Linked DNA regions of Hordeum vulgare: region 2 is linked to region 1. The links are chromatin contacts, called in public Hi-C maps. All regions are on one chromosome and are shown on one strand. The core of a region is the stretch at or near the end of the contact, and the rest is flanking DNA. Distances in the headings are between cores, read along the strand shown.

Region 1 (7,519 bases), core at 4,719-7,218:
CCCAATTGATTTTTTTGTGGCTACAGAGGCTTGCAGCGGGGGAACTTCTCATCTAGGGTTATTTCTGGGTGGTTTCTGTATTTATAGGATTTTTGGGTGTTGGAATCACGCCAAGATGGGCCACGAGGTGCCCACTACCCACCAGCCCACGGGCAAGGCCTCTAGCACACCTTGGTGGGTAGTGGCCACCTCCTTCACCTTATGGTCCTCCCACGAAGCTTCTAGTACCTATTTTATTCCAAAATAATTGTCAAAAAGTTTTGTTGCATTTGGAGGACTTCTATTTCTGCACAAAAAACAACACCACGGTAGTTGTGTTAAAAAAGCGTCAGTCTGGGTGAGTTCTAAATAAATCATATAAAGTGCATCAAACCCATATAAAAGTATTGTAAACATAGGCAGCAATGGCATGAATACTTCATAAATCATCGATACGTTGGAGACGTATCATGCAATAATGACATTTGAATCAATTTATAACAATACCAAATGTATTTGATATGTATATTATACTAACGGATCTCATGAAGTTTCTGCTGAGTTTTGTGTGCTGAAGTTTTCAAGTTTTGGGTGTTATCGCGATGGATGAAGGAATAAGGAGCGACAAGAGCCTAATATTGGGGATGCACAAAGCATCCCAAGATTATATTCTAAAGAACACTCAAGCGTCTAAACCTCGGGATGCCCCAGAAGGTATCCCCTCTTTCGTCTCAATCCATCGGTATGTCACTTGGAGCTACATTTTTATTCATCACATGATATGATTTTTGTTTGGAGCGTCATTTGCTTTAGTTTGCATTTTTTTTTAGCTTTCCACAATCACCATTCTATGTCCAACTTGAGAGAGACACACTATCATCATGATTTATTAGAATACTCTTTGTGCTTCACTTATATCTTTTGAGCTTAGTAGTTGTTCTAGTACTTCACTTATATCTTCTAGAGCACGATGGCGTGTAGATTTTATAGAAATAGTTGCACTCTCGTTCTTCACTTCTATTTGTTTGAGATTTAATTAATAGCAATGATAATTTGCATGGGTAATAAAACTAGTTCAAAAATAAAAAGTATTTAATGAGTGCATAATCAAAACAACATGTAGCACATAAAAGAGAAATAGTGGTTAATGATATTAATGTGGTAATGTAAAATAACATGAGGGCATGATCATTGATACGTCTCCAATGTATCTATAATTTTTCATTGTTCCATGTTATTATATTTTCGCTCCATGATACTTTTTGAGTAATTATTTACCAAGTTATATTATTTTTGAGCACTAACCTATTGAGCGAGTGCCAAGTGTCAGTTCTTGTTTTTTGTGTGTTTTTTGTTTTGTAGAAACTCCATATCAAATGGACTCCAATCACGATAAAATTTATGGAGATTTTTTTTGGAATATATATGAATTTTGGGAGTGGGAATCAACGCAACACAGTGCGCGAGGCAGGCATAAGACAACACGGTGCAACCCAGGGGGTCGCACCCTGATGGCTTGTGCCCACCCCTTAAGTCAGTTGGACCTCTCAATTGATCGCAAGAAACATAATTTTCCGATAAAATTCCCCTCAAAATTTCAGCCTGATCGGAGTTACAGATCTCCGGATATTTAAGAAACGGTGAAGGGCCAGAAAACAGGTCGCGAAAACAGGAGAGAAACACGTAGAGAGATCCAATCCTGGAGGGGCTGCTGCCCTCCGGGTGCCATGGAGGCCATGGACCAGAGGATAAACCCTCCTCCCACCTAGGGAGGATGCCAAGGAAGAAGAAGAAGGAGGGGGGGCTCTCACCCCCTCTCTACCGGTGGCGCCGGAGAGCCCTCGGGGCAACCATCGTGACGGCAATCTACACCAACAACTTCGCCGCCGTCACCACCAACTCTCTCCTCCTCTATGCAATGCTATAAAACCTCTCTTCCCCGCTCTAACGTCTACTTGAACATGGTGCATAATGATATATATTATTATCCAATGATGTGTGGCTATCCTATGATGTTTGAGTAGATTTATTTTGTCCTACGGGTTAATTGTGATATGATGTTATTGATCTGAATTGTGTGTTGATATAGTGTTGTCCTAAGGTGGTTTCCGTGAGGTGCACATGTGAAATATTAATGCTGGAGGGTTTGCAATATGTTCATGATTCGCTTATAGTGAGTGTCTAGAGTGACAAAAGCTTACACCCGAGGAAGGAAGTTGTGTGTGTATGGGAGTAAATAGGACTTGATGTTTAATGCTATGGTTGGGTCTACCTTAATGATTTCTAGTAGTTGCGGATTCTTGCTAGGGGTCCAATCATAAGTGCATATGATCCAAGTACAAAAAGTGCGTTAGCGTATTGATAATCCCCAAGTGCAAGGAATCATCGTAGCAATTCCCAAAGGTGGAAGTGGTAAGTATGGAGTGTCGAACCCACAAGGAGCTAATGGTAAGAGAAATATTCTGTCAAGTCCTATCTGCCACTGATACAACTCTACCTACGCCGAACGTTTGCTTCCAACTAGGAACTAGAAAACAAAACTATGTTGTGGGTATGAAGAGAATACCTTTGCATGACATAGGAGAGCTAAAATATAAAAATAGGTGTTGTTATCATAAAGTTAGAATATATTACAATATATTTACAAATAGTGAGTGTGGAATAATGATGGGTTGGTGTGCGGAAGGCAATTGTTAACAAGATCGGTAATCATTATTGCAATTTTATATGAGGGAGAGGCATAAACTAACATACTTTCTCTACTTGGATCATATTCACTTATGATTGGAATTCTAGCAAGCATCCTCAACTACTAAAGATCATTAAGGTAAAATCCAACCATAGCATTAAAGCATCAAGTCCCCTTTATCCCATACGCAACAACCCACCTACTCGGGTTTATGCTTTTGTCACTCAAACAACCCACTATAAGCGAATCATGAACGTATTGCAACACCCTATAACGGGAATCCTTCACGTGTGCGCAGCATGGAGGGCACCATAGGACATCACCAAAATAAACATACAACTCAAACCAATCTATATCATCAATCAACCCATAAGACAAAGGAAATCTACTCAAAACATCATAGGATGGCAACACATCATTGGATCATAGGCCCTGTTTGTTTCTGAAGTCCCAGGACTTTTTTTAGTCCCAACTAAAAAGTCCCTAGTCCCTACTCGTTTGTTTTCATGGACTAAACATGGACTAGAGGTCATTAAATGACATGCAAAAAGACCATGTTACCCTTAATAATGTACTACAAGTTATTAAATGATATGCTAAAAGTAGGGGCACTGTTGGAAAAAGTGCCAAAAAAGTCCCAAAAAGACCCTCCCATAGGGACTTCTTCCTTTAGTCCAAAAAACCCCCTTTTAGTCCCTAAAAGTCCCTCTTGTTTGTTTCACATGGGACTAAAAGGGACTTTTTTTAGTCCCTACACCAAAAAGTCCCTGGAAACAAACACCCCCATAATATGTGGCATAAAGCACCATGTTGAAGTAGGGGATTACATTGGGGTGTGGGAGAGTGGACCGCTAAAAGAAGATGAGGATGGTGATGAAGAAGGTGATGTTGATGAAGACGATCACCGTGGTGATGGTTCCCCCGGTGGCACTCCGACACCATCGGGAGAGAGGATGAGAGGGTCTCCCCCTGGTGCCTCCTCCTCCATGGCCTCCCCCAAGGTGGGGAGAGGTTCTCCCTCTGGTCCTTGGCCTCCATGGTGATGATGGCCCCTCCGTCTTCCTCCTCCATGGTCTCCGGTGATGGTGACCCCCTTCGACAGGGTGCTGGAGAGGGCCAAGATTGGTTTTTCGTGGCTCTGGAGGCTTGCGGCGGCGGAACTCCCGATCTAGGTTTCTTTTTTTTGTATTTATGAGAATGTGTGGCGTTGGAATCACGTCAGGGGAGTGCTCGAGGGGCCCACAAGCCATGGGGCGCGCCCTAGGGGGGCGCCTCGGTGGCTTGTGGCTGCCTCGGGACTCCTCTCCGGTATCTTTTTGCTCCATTATTTTTCATATTTTCCAAATATATTATCCATAAATTCTTAGTCCATTCCGAGAATTTTTATTTCTACCCAAAAACAACACCACGATAGTTGTGCTGAAAACAACGTCAGTCCGAGTTAGTTCTAATAAAACCATACCAAAATCATATAGAATTATTGTAAACATGGCATGAATACTTCATAAATTATAGATACGTTGGAGACGTATCAGCCCTCTCCTCCTCCCACTTCTTCCTGCACGTATTTCTTCTAACCTTCTTCAGCGGTTGTTGGGTTGGGTCGATAAGGTCACCGGTTTCTTCCTCGTTGGCTTGGACGGTGGACTTGGCTATTAAAAGGTTCCACTTTGTTTTCCCATTCAACTTCAACCAACAATGCATGAAGGTGAAGGACTTCTTCTCCATTCAACTTCACCCAACAATGCATGAAGGTGAAGGACTTCTTCTCCAATTTCTTGTAAACCACACAAGCACGAGTAGGCTACAAAGTGAAACAATGTCGACAATGCAGATGTGTCTAGTGAGCAACAAAACAATTAATGTTTGGCTAGTGATCAACAAAACAAAGCATATTCAGCTAGTGATCAACTTACTTGCTCGGTGATTTGTGCACCGCTAGGCTACCGTGCGATGAGATGATTCAAGTGCCCACAATACTTGGACACGACCTCTTGGATGGTGTACTATCGATGGTTGTGAGACTTCCATTCACGGTTGCGAATGACCGTGTAGGCGTAGGGTGCGAAATGCTTGTGTTCATGTAACCATATGTGAATGTTCCTCCAAAAGGTTACGCCCTTTTGCTCCGTTCCATGGAACAGATCGAGGCTAGTGGCCAACCATGTCTCGCATAATAGCTCGTCCTCCCACATGTTGAAGCTTTCTCCTCTTCCCTTCTTCTTCTGATCCACACATGTATTATCTGGATCATCGTCGTCGCCGTTACCCTCCTCCTCTTCCTCCTTCCTCCCCATCGGGCTGCAGCTCTCTGACGACCCAATGTTGTTGTTGTTGTGTGCTATCGTCGGCTGGATGTACGTCTGATGTGTGGCCGTGTGGGTGTAGAACTGCTGCTGGTAGTTGCCGGACTTGATGGGATCCGAGTCTTCCACCTGCACGTCCTCATAGCCCCCTTCCCCTCCACCGCCTCCATCGTGGATGGTATCAAGCATCTCCCTGTCTGCGTTGTACGCCTGCTTCCCCGCTCTAGGCATTGCAGCGTATAGCGTGCGAGCACCCATCTACTCCCGAGTTGCGGCAGCGCCCCGATGAGTTGGAGCGAAGAATACTCAAAGAAGAGCGGTGTCGCCTTAACGCCGACGATGTAAGGCATTGTATCGATTGGGGTGCCGAGCGGCTTGGCGGTGTAGTAGTACGGAGGCTTGTAAGGCTCCTGTCACAACACCATATGTAATGTGCGCGGCCATCTGATGACGTCTGCCAAAGCCGCGCCGATCGCCACAACCTCCGCACCCATCCCCACCACCAGGCCCACCGATGGCCAACGACTTCTTAAGCATCTCCTCTTTGCGGCCTTCGCTTTGATGCGACGAGTTTGCCGCGTCGCAGAGTTGATCTTTCGGGCGAGCGTGTTGCGCGGATCCTCCAACACCTCCACGGGCTCTATCTTCGACGCCTTCATGTGTCGTCGGTGAAAGGAAGGAGAGGGTGAGAGAAAAGAACGGGAAATGGGCAGAGAGCGGCGGCGAATGGAAAAAAGATAAGTGATGGATTTGACGAGAAATAGTGCGTGATGCTATGAAAGCGCGGGCTCTGCCTTTCTTTTGGATGGGCCACAGCGGTCACGTTTATCTTAAGTTTACATAAAAAATTATCGTTTGCAATACAAACCGTTTTACGGACCAATACATTAACTTTATTTAATAGTTTTTGCACCCCGCACAGCGTGGTTGGAACAGATGTGAGCTGTTTGCGGATAGGCGTCGGAGATGCCCCCAACTCCACGACCCCGTGTTGTTTTGCCGAGGCGGCCCTTCTGCTCAAACAGCGGAAATACTGTATATACAGTGATCGGATAAGCCGTCCTATCGCTGACGACGGGGGAGAAGGAGAAATCAGAGCAGGCAATGGAATCTACGTTAATCACGATATTATGCCCCCTCCTCCCCTCTCCCTCCAAGTCCAGGGCCCCCTCTTCATCCCCCCTCGCCGGAGCTCGCCGCATCGCCTCCGTTTCCTTCTCTTCCGGCAGCGTATGTGGCGTCTTGCGTCCCCGCGGCGGCGTTACCTCGTCGGTCACCGCCGCAGCGGCGGCACTCGGCGAGGCGACAGGGCCCGAGTCTGAGGCCATCTTGCTCAGTGTTCAGGTGCACTTCTCGCCCCGACCACTAGTCTGAATTTGGAGCACTCCGACTCTCTTTTCTGTTCTTATCTTCGAATTGCGCGATAGGCCGTGAGGGTTAGGGCTCGGGCATGACGCGCTGCTGTATGCCTCTCACTTGCAGGGCATGATGTGCGACGGGTGCGCTGCGAGCGTCAAGCGGATTCTCGAGAGTCAGGTAGTCGCCACTCTTTCACTTATTTTGCTTCGTTTCTCTTGGGAAATTATGTCTGACCAAACCAATGGGCAGTTCAGCACAATAGGCCAGTGACTGGTTAATCTTCTTTTGTTCATCGCAATAGTTGATACCTATGCTCATATAAACTCTACTGGAGAAAAAGGGGGAATGGGTGAAACTGAAACAAAGAGAACGCAGAACACAACATCGTACTGGGTTTGTGCATGGAATGTAATAGAGGTTAGAGAATAGGGATTCAGTGATGAAGCTTAAGTAATAGAGGTTAGAGAATAGGGATTGCCCAGATAGGTTTCCTCTTTTCCTTGCCTTCAATCCGAACACGACCTGAAACCATACGGGTCCTAAGTTTTCATAATAAAACACCATAAAAGTTTTAGTTGATATTCTTTGTATTTTTGAAATTTCTACCAGCGATTGAGGGGGACGCCTGATCAGAACGTAATGAATTGTTGGGAGGAAAAATGATCTTCTCAATTTTAAAATGCATTTACTGATGGATTTCGGTCATGGCAGCAATGACCGGGTAGAGAGGGCAGCTGCCCATACGCTGAAAGCAACCAAGTATGGTCGATGTGACATTTTGGTATAGCAGTTATCTGTATAAGGATGTTTTCCTCCTATCAATCAGATTCTCGAAACCCTTTCTGTTTCTACTCTTTATTTCTTCTTTGATCTTTTGCTGCTGCTCACTATGGGCTACTCTCAATCCCTTCTTCAGCCCGAGGTTACTTCTGCTACAGTTGATTATAAGGAAGCAAGGGCTGTCGTGTGGACAACTCCTGAGGTCAAGGTGGCAGAAGATTGGCAGAAGCAATGTGGAGAGAAACTTGCAAGTCATCTTGGTACTTGTGGATTTGAGTCTCGTCCACAAGGTAAATAAATTGCTTGAGTTCTTGTGTGACCAGCTCCAGAAAATAAGGAAGTCTAGAAGAAAAAAAGATCTATTCATTGTCTGCTTATGAATTGTCATCCAGACACCGAAGCACGT
Region 2 (7,324 bases), core at 4,358-6,857, 280 kb before region 1:
CGACATGTTCTTTATTTGTCAAGAATGTACCAGTAATTAGGACCTGCATTGGTGGTGACAGGCAGAATAAAGATGATTAATGGTAATATTATAACATTTAGAAGTCTCATAGAGCATACTAGCAGGTAATTAAGACCTGCATTGGGGTGACAAGCGGAATAAGGATGGTTAATGGTAATCATTATAACTTTTAGAAATCTATAACAGAATGCTCAACATAGAGCATACCAGTTCGTTCACATGCCTATTGCCAAAATAAAAGCAGAATGAAATAAGAAAAAACTGCAAACCTTATATTGAGAGCCAGTGTACGCCCAGCTTGGAGAAACGTCAATAATGCTGAAGAGCTGGTCTTGGGAAAGCGAGGGGCTGACCACATATGCATCTAGCTGCTCGTTGATAGGTATACTCATACTAGAGCCATCAGCAACATTTACAGTTTCAGTACTGCTCCAGAAAGCATCAGAACTGGATTTGATATCCAGATCAGCTGCAAGTTCATCACTCATCCATTTTGAGAAGCTGTCAAATTTCTTCAACCCATTGGGCTCAATCTTAAAGAGGTCCAATGATGACTGCTTTAATAGCGGATATCCCATGCTTCCATCTGTATAGCTATCATTATGCACCTGCAAATTTGGGATAATATTTTAGTTTATTGTGAAGTAAGTACACATATGGGATTAGTCAGACAAACAATTTCTTAAAGCTGGTCGGCACATGTTACCACTGCCATTAATTTATTCTCATGTGCAATATATATCAGACAGCAGTGGGTACTGAAGAGTTGAAAAATGAATAACCCCTTCTTAAAGGTAGTGAAATAGTACCCTTAAATATTCCTCATTGGAACATAATATACATCAGGCAGCAACGGATACTGAAGAGTTAAAAAATGAATATGCCCTTCTTAAAGGCAGTGAAACATAGTACCCTTAATATTTCTCACTGGAACATTATAGGGGAACTCCAAATTACAAAGTGCAATCAGATAAACGGAGGTATAGTGCAGTAGTCCTGTGACAAAGCACAGCAGAAAGGACCTTCCTACACCTCTGCAATGGTCTCAAGGACTCAACAGTAGGCACAAAGGAGATCATGTGTAGAGAAGTTGCATGATTGCTACACGGAAACAAACATCTCACAAGACAACAAGAAAATTAACAGAAGAAAACTGCAAATCACCTGCGAGGATGTCATGCCTGCAGCACTGAGCGCATCCGTTTCCTTTTGAGTAAGATTGTTGGTGTACAGTGCCTCAGTCATCAATGTTTCTAAGCGAGAGTTATCATCCAGATTGCCAGAGCCCATGGTGGTAACAGAAGAATAGAGTGTCGGCTCTGTGAATCCAGTTGGATATTCTGGAAAGGGCTCACCAAAGTGCACTGAATCAAGTGCAGTTTTGGAACCACTCCTTAATCCAGCTCCAACATCATTGAACACACTAGCTATGCCATGGTGAGTAACAAAATTATTGCTTATGTTAGCTGTTCTAGCCTGCTTTTCATCCTGATAACCTGCAACATTTGTAAAACGAAATCTGAGACGGAAGTCAATATTTAGAGAAATAGCTCAGAAGTCAGAAGGTTGGTAGAATACAAATCTTGCCTAGATTATTTACGGAAGTACTTGGAGCTGGAGTACCCAACCGATTATCCATCATGGCTCCATCCACAGGCTGCTGCATCTCAATGAAAGGGTGGTATCTGGAGCTTGCTCGACAATTATCTGTGGCACCGAATTTTGCTTTAGATACACTGTAAGAAGTTACGTTATTGAATATATGCATCACCTAATATATACTGAGTGCAGATGATGCCAAATGAAGATAGAGAAACAGCAAGACCTGTTTCAGCATCTTCATATTCCGAAATCTGTCCACTATATGGGCTTTCAGCATCCATAGTTTGGGAGGCTACCTGGCTCTGACTAGCAAAAGAATTTGAACAAGCAGGACTATCTTCAGCTTCTTTCGAACGACTGAAACTTTGTTTGCCACCCTGAAACCATTTTTACTTACCAAATCAGATAAAGAAAAGCAATATTCATAAATAAAGTGGTAAATCAAAGAGACTGTTGGAGCATATGTGGATTGCCCAAACTTCTCCATCAGTTTGGACTTTTCGTTCTGCTGGTTGGTGCAGGAAACTTAATATGGTGTCAGAGATTCAAGTCTTGGCTTTCGCAATTTAAATTAAAAATATGCTAGCCCTCTTTCTGTCCATGTATAGGCTTAATCATAGACACGTGCAATGTTGAGGATATCGCTTATCGTTAGCGTCTCGGTCAGCTGGGGATTAGAGATTAATCGGAAATCGGTCGATTAATCGATTTTATCGGTCGACTATTAATCAGCCATTTTTTTTGTAAATCCCAGGTTCCCAACAATAAAATATGACACTCAACACCAAAACAATATTGGACATAAGTTTTACCTTGATTCCTAGCCTTTGAATCCTCGTCTAATGACAAACAAAATAGGAAACATTACATATTACCTAACAAGTTCCACAAAACGCAAATAAACATAGTTCTTGCAAACATAGTGCTATGAATAGGCCCGATTTATTGTTAGATACAAAATAAATCGCTTGTCATAGTGATAAATCGTCCAAAATGATAAACGGTGAACATAAGGCATAATCTTATCTGTCACCCCAAGAGTAGCCATAAGTCGGAAGATAAATCGCTGAATCGGAAGATTTTTTGAACAGTGCACACGTGAGGGGGGTTTTGAAGCATATGTTGATTGCCCAACCTTCTCCATCAGTTCAGACTTTTGGTTCTACTAGTTGGTACACGAAACTTACAAGAGACAACATGCATGCAGAACATATTGATGAAGTGCAGTTATAGTTTGCACTATGACAGTCACAGTGTGTGTGTGTGTGTGTGTGTGTGTGTGTGTGTGTGTGTGTGGTGCCCTGTACATATTCGTTATCCATTCCTTTGTTTACTTTATGGGGAAGGTTATTGCAAATGGAGGTGTGGATGTGCACTGCATACCAGCAAAGTTGGTACTAATATGCATGTGAGGTTTTCAGTTGATACTATCACAAACTTACAAAAGAAAGTCAAAAGTTCATCATGGATGAAACTATACGTACCTTGATTTCAAGATAGTGCACAAGAACAATATTCATGAAACCCCTGGGGAAAAAAATAGGAGATGATTATCATCATGGCATGTTGTCATGCTTCTGTTGTGATATCATTTCAGCTATCATTAGACTATCCAAATTGGCTTTGGAATCTGATTTACATTATACTCAAAGAATTTATTGCATTATTCAGCACTTACTCTTCTAACAACCAATAGGTCCGTCTTTGGAAGTTCTCATTCTCTTCCCCATGGGCATAATAGCAATGAAGTACATCAACACTGCCAACCTAAAAGGACAAGCTTCAGTTTCACTGTTCCAGTAATAAGGGCACAAGAAAAGAACAGAGAGCTACAATAAAATTATTGTAACTATTTAGACCAGACCACGTAATTTTCTTCATCAATAGAAAGCTTAAGAGTAAAAAAACTGCGGGCTATCAAAGCTGCAAGACAAGAGATACAGAAAGTTTATGATCACTTCTTCTAGTTACATAAAGATGTCATCAAGGAAAACAGTTTAAACTTTTCAAACTTCCCGAGTCTCTGAGCAATCAGCATTAATATGTTCAAAATCTATATATTTTCCATTAACTTTAGGGACAGATATTTTTTTAAGTTGTAGCTTGGAGACTGAAAACAGCAATCTCCCATGAATAGGGATGGGTAAAGTTTGTATAGGACAGCCTGTAGAGCAGTATAGAGCAACTATACATGTTAAGAGAATAGTGATACTATAGGATTTGTAGACTTGAAGTGATTCATGAAGAAGTGAACAACAGTATCCATCATTTGCAGGGTGTTCTCAAATTATATAGGAAGGAAGTCCTCTGTGGAAGAGCTTGTACATACTTTCAGTTTTTCATGAGCTTCCTTAACTGTCTTGCCATCCTTCTTCTTTCTCCAGATGTGTCCATCCTTTCTGAAGTATCTCAATATTTTCCGGTCAAACAGAAATAGTGAACCACCTACAAGAATGACGTGGATAAAAAACCCATATCAGTATTGGTATGTCATTTCGCAAAATGACCAGCATGTACTTACCAGGTACAAATCAAGCAGGTACGGGTTATACAGCACACAAGATACAGAGGAAAAAGAAACCAAGAAACAATAATAATAAGCATGGCACCTATCCCTACAAACAGGGAGTTCGTATGGAAGTACAACCGCACAAAATAATCCAAACATCCAAGTAGTACCATAAGCCACCTGGTCCCATGCCATTTGTTTGTCTAGCCCCATTGTGAAGTGACTAGTGATTAATGGATGGATGATCACTCATCTTTTTAAACTTAAAGGAGCCGGTTCGCATGGTTGATGCTTTAAAAGGTTATTCCCTGGATCATGCTCCACATATTTCATGCAATGGCAGCCTTAGATAAATTTTTAATGCGAGATGAGGTAGATATTCCCTTTATGGGACTATTATTCCAGGCTGTAGCATGTTAATACCAATGTTAAAAGATTTTTAGGCCCCTTGGAACTGCTGACTGAAATTGGAACAGTCCTAGCAAAACAGCACTTCCTAGGACCTCAATAAGTTGGACTTTTAGAATATCGGCGTGCCACTTCCATGCTACAGAAGAAAAATATGACGAGCACAGAAACCTAGCACATAACTCCACACCTTCAAGCCGAATGGGTGAGAAATGATAAATAGCCACTGTGGTGGTGTCAACGTTTTTCTAAGAAGTTGGTCCGAAATTCCAAATAAAGAGAAGGCATACTTGGAGGCCTGTTTGGCGGCTCGGGCGCAATGGAGAACTTCTTGTAATTCGACAGTATTTGGCAGATTTCTGTGGGCCGCAGCCATCGACTCTGAGCTTCTTGCAGTATCTGGGGGATATCTGCGAATTAACAACGACATTAGTCAGTCAGTAACCAACAACAGCAGTAACTTACTCGGAACTCGCTTTCATCAACACTAGCATGCCGTTAGGTTTCGACCATGCCCCGATTAGTTTTCATCGTTCTCCTAATCCAACCCCGAATCAACTGCGAGTCTAAACTCTACAGAAGGCGCTAGAAATAAATTCCGAACTCTAAACCCATAGAAACAGAGCGGCCTCCAAAAATTCGCAACCCGGAGGAATCGCCCGAAGGCGGAGGCCCTAAATCTCCCCGCAAGGCCCCACCAAAACCCTGATAGAATCACCGAAAACCTCCGCCGGCGAACCGGGAAAACCCCGCGAAATCCCTAGGCGGGCGTACGGATCAACCGCCGGGGGAAGAGAGAGAGAGAGAGAGGTAGGGAGAGGCGAATCCGCACCTGGGGGCTGGTTGGACAGCCCGTACTTGTGCATCTCCGCCATGCGATGATCCGACCGGGTGAAGCCCGTCCGCCGCTCCTCGGTGCTCAGTCCTCCCCGCTCCAATCGCCCGCTTCCCGAGGGGGGATATGGGGGGAATTTTTATCCGGGCGGCGGGGGCGGCTTCACGGGATTCTTCGGCTCGGGCCACGGCGCCGTCGGATTGGAATATTTGCTTCGGGGGGGAGAGAGTGAGGGGGAGGAAAAAGGCAGCGGGGAGCTGCGGAAGGGTGTGCGAAGGGCGCGGAAATGACGCGGCTGCCCCGGCCTGGACGGTGGTCTGGGACTCTGTCTGGGTGCGTGGGTTAGGTGGGGCTCCCGTCGTCGCTAGCGCTCAACTCTGGTTAGGATCGCGGAACCCGGGCACCGGGAAGAGAAGGGTCGCGGAACCCAACCCAAGCCCGCGGTGGCCGCCGCGGCTGACGACCGGCCTGACGGCGACGCGACTAGCGGGCCCGAAGTTACGGTGCTGCCCCTCCCGGGTTAAGGACCACGTAATCGTGGTTTGGGAGTTTTCTTGCGGGATAAAGCGGGTTTGGGATTGCCTCCCGCATGATAAGGACCACGTGCACCGCATGCTGCGTCATGTGCGCATCTCGGTATCTAGTGTGCGCAGCTGCGTATGATTAGTAGCATTTCTTTGGGCATTTTGAGTCAAAGAATGTTTGCATGTAGGGCCTATCATCTGCTATCCTATTCGGAGCTGTTTGCTCGGACTCGAAGCTCTCAAAAAATGCAGTATATAGAAGAAAAAGAATACTCCCTCAGTCCCAAAATTCTTGTTATAAATTTGTTAAATATGAATGTATCTAGTCACATTTTAGTATTTAGATACATCCATTTCTAGATAAATTTAAGATAATAATTTTGGTACGGAGGGAATATTACATTATAGGCGTTGATCATAGAAAACTATCACTTTTTTAATAAACTACCACAAAAGTGTTACGTTGTTTCAGAAAACCCTAGTGACCGAACGGTCAATTTTAAGTGCTTTATGACACGTAGGGCCCACTCGTCAGGGTTTTGTCAACTAGGGGCTGACGACGCACGTGTGGACGGTCGTTTGGTTGACCCGTTCCGATCGTGGTCAAAATGACCGGCCAAGCTCACTCTATTTCTCCTTCCCCTCTTTTCTCTCGCTCGCACTCCCTCTCCTGCGATGGCGTGGGCGGCGGCGAAACCAGGCGACGGCGGCCACTCTAGGGGGGAGGTGGAACGGGGGATGGCGGCGGCGAAGAATATTCGGAAGTGGATAACTGGCTGGGCAGCGGCAGCTTTGCAACGCAACTGCCGGTGCCGGCGCTGCAACATGCTCCTCCGACGATGCCAAAGGCTACACCACCGTCGTCGGACAATCAACAGTTCTCGCTTGAGTACAGATCGGTCAAGGCTCTTGCTAGAGTTATCGTCGCGGATCCGGCCAACTCCCACTATGCGCATCTGCATTTGGAGGGGTTGAGTAATTTTTTTTCTTCTCTTGCACAAACCCTAGTTTAATGCATTAATGCTAGTGTAGTTGAGCAGTTGGATGCAGTAGTGATGCAGTATTTAGGAAGCAGTGTTGATCAAGTTGGATGCAGTAGTGGGCTATAACTGAATTTTGCAGCATTGATTCAGTTGGATGCAGTAGGAGACTTATTCATTTATGTTTATAAGCAGGCTGAATGATGACATTTGGGAGGTGAGGTTGCATTTAGAGGGCAGAGATAACATGAAGAGAAAGTTCTCTCTTTCAGACATCACATTTCTAAACTTCATAGCACTTATTGAAACTAAAGGCTATGGCTGAGCTGACTTCATGTACTAGGTAAAAGAAGTAGGAACTCGACATGATGGATTATTTCTTCTAGATAGTCAAGATGCAGTTGAAGAAATGATAGATAACTCTGATTTCACAGTTTTGAATATC

What was found. Hi-C and Micro-C count contacts between places; a contact is called where the count stands out from the background.
Region 2: a Hi-C map of leaf shows a contact between it and region 1, with 6 times the contacts expected there. The contact joins the promoter of LOC123425246 here to the promoter of LOC123425244 in region 1. A contact is called at or near these places in 4 of 6 Hi-C or Micro-C datasets (leaf and seedling) and 1 of 1 datasets of contacts at active chromatin or transcription factors (embryo).

What each region holds. Positions count from the first base shown.
Region 1 is chr2H:90,956,820-90,964,338 of MorexV3_pseudomolecules_assembly, reverse strand. It overlaps LOC123425244 (copper-transporting ATPase PAA1, chloroplastic-like), which reads left to right and starts at 5,968. Exons shown (of 4, transcript XM_045108919.1): 1 at 5,968-6,318; 2 at 6,457-6,510; 3 at 7,250-7,403. The coding sequence starts at 6,079.
Region 2 is chr2H:91,240,687-91,248,010 of MorexV3_pseudomolecules_assembly, reverse strand. It overlaps LOC123425246 (calmodulin-binding transcription activator 1-like), which reads right to left and starts at 5,607. Exons shown (of 13, transcript XM_045108920.1): 1 at 5,373-5,607; 2 at 4,831-4,950; 3 at 3,953-4,068; 4 at 3,302-3,390; 5 at 3,108-3,150; 6 at 1,847-2,000; 7 at 1,609-1,728; 8 at 1,186-1,517; 9 at 291-629; 10 at 1-43. The coding sequence starts at 5,415.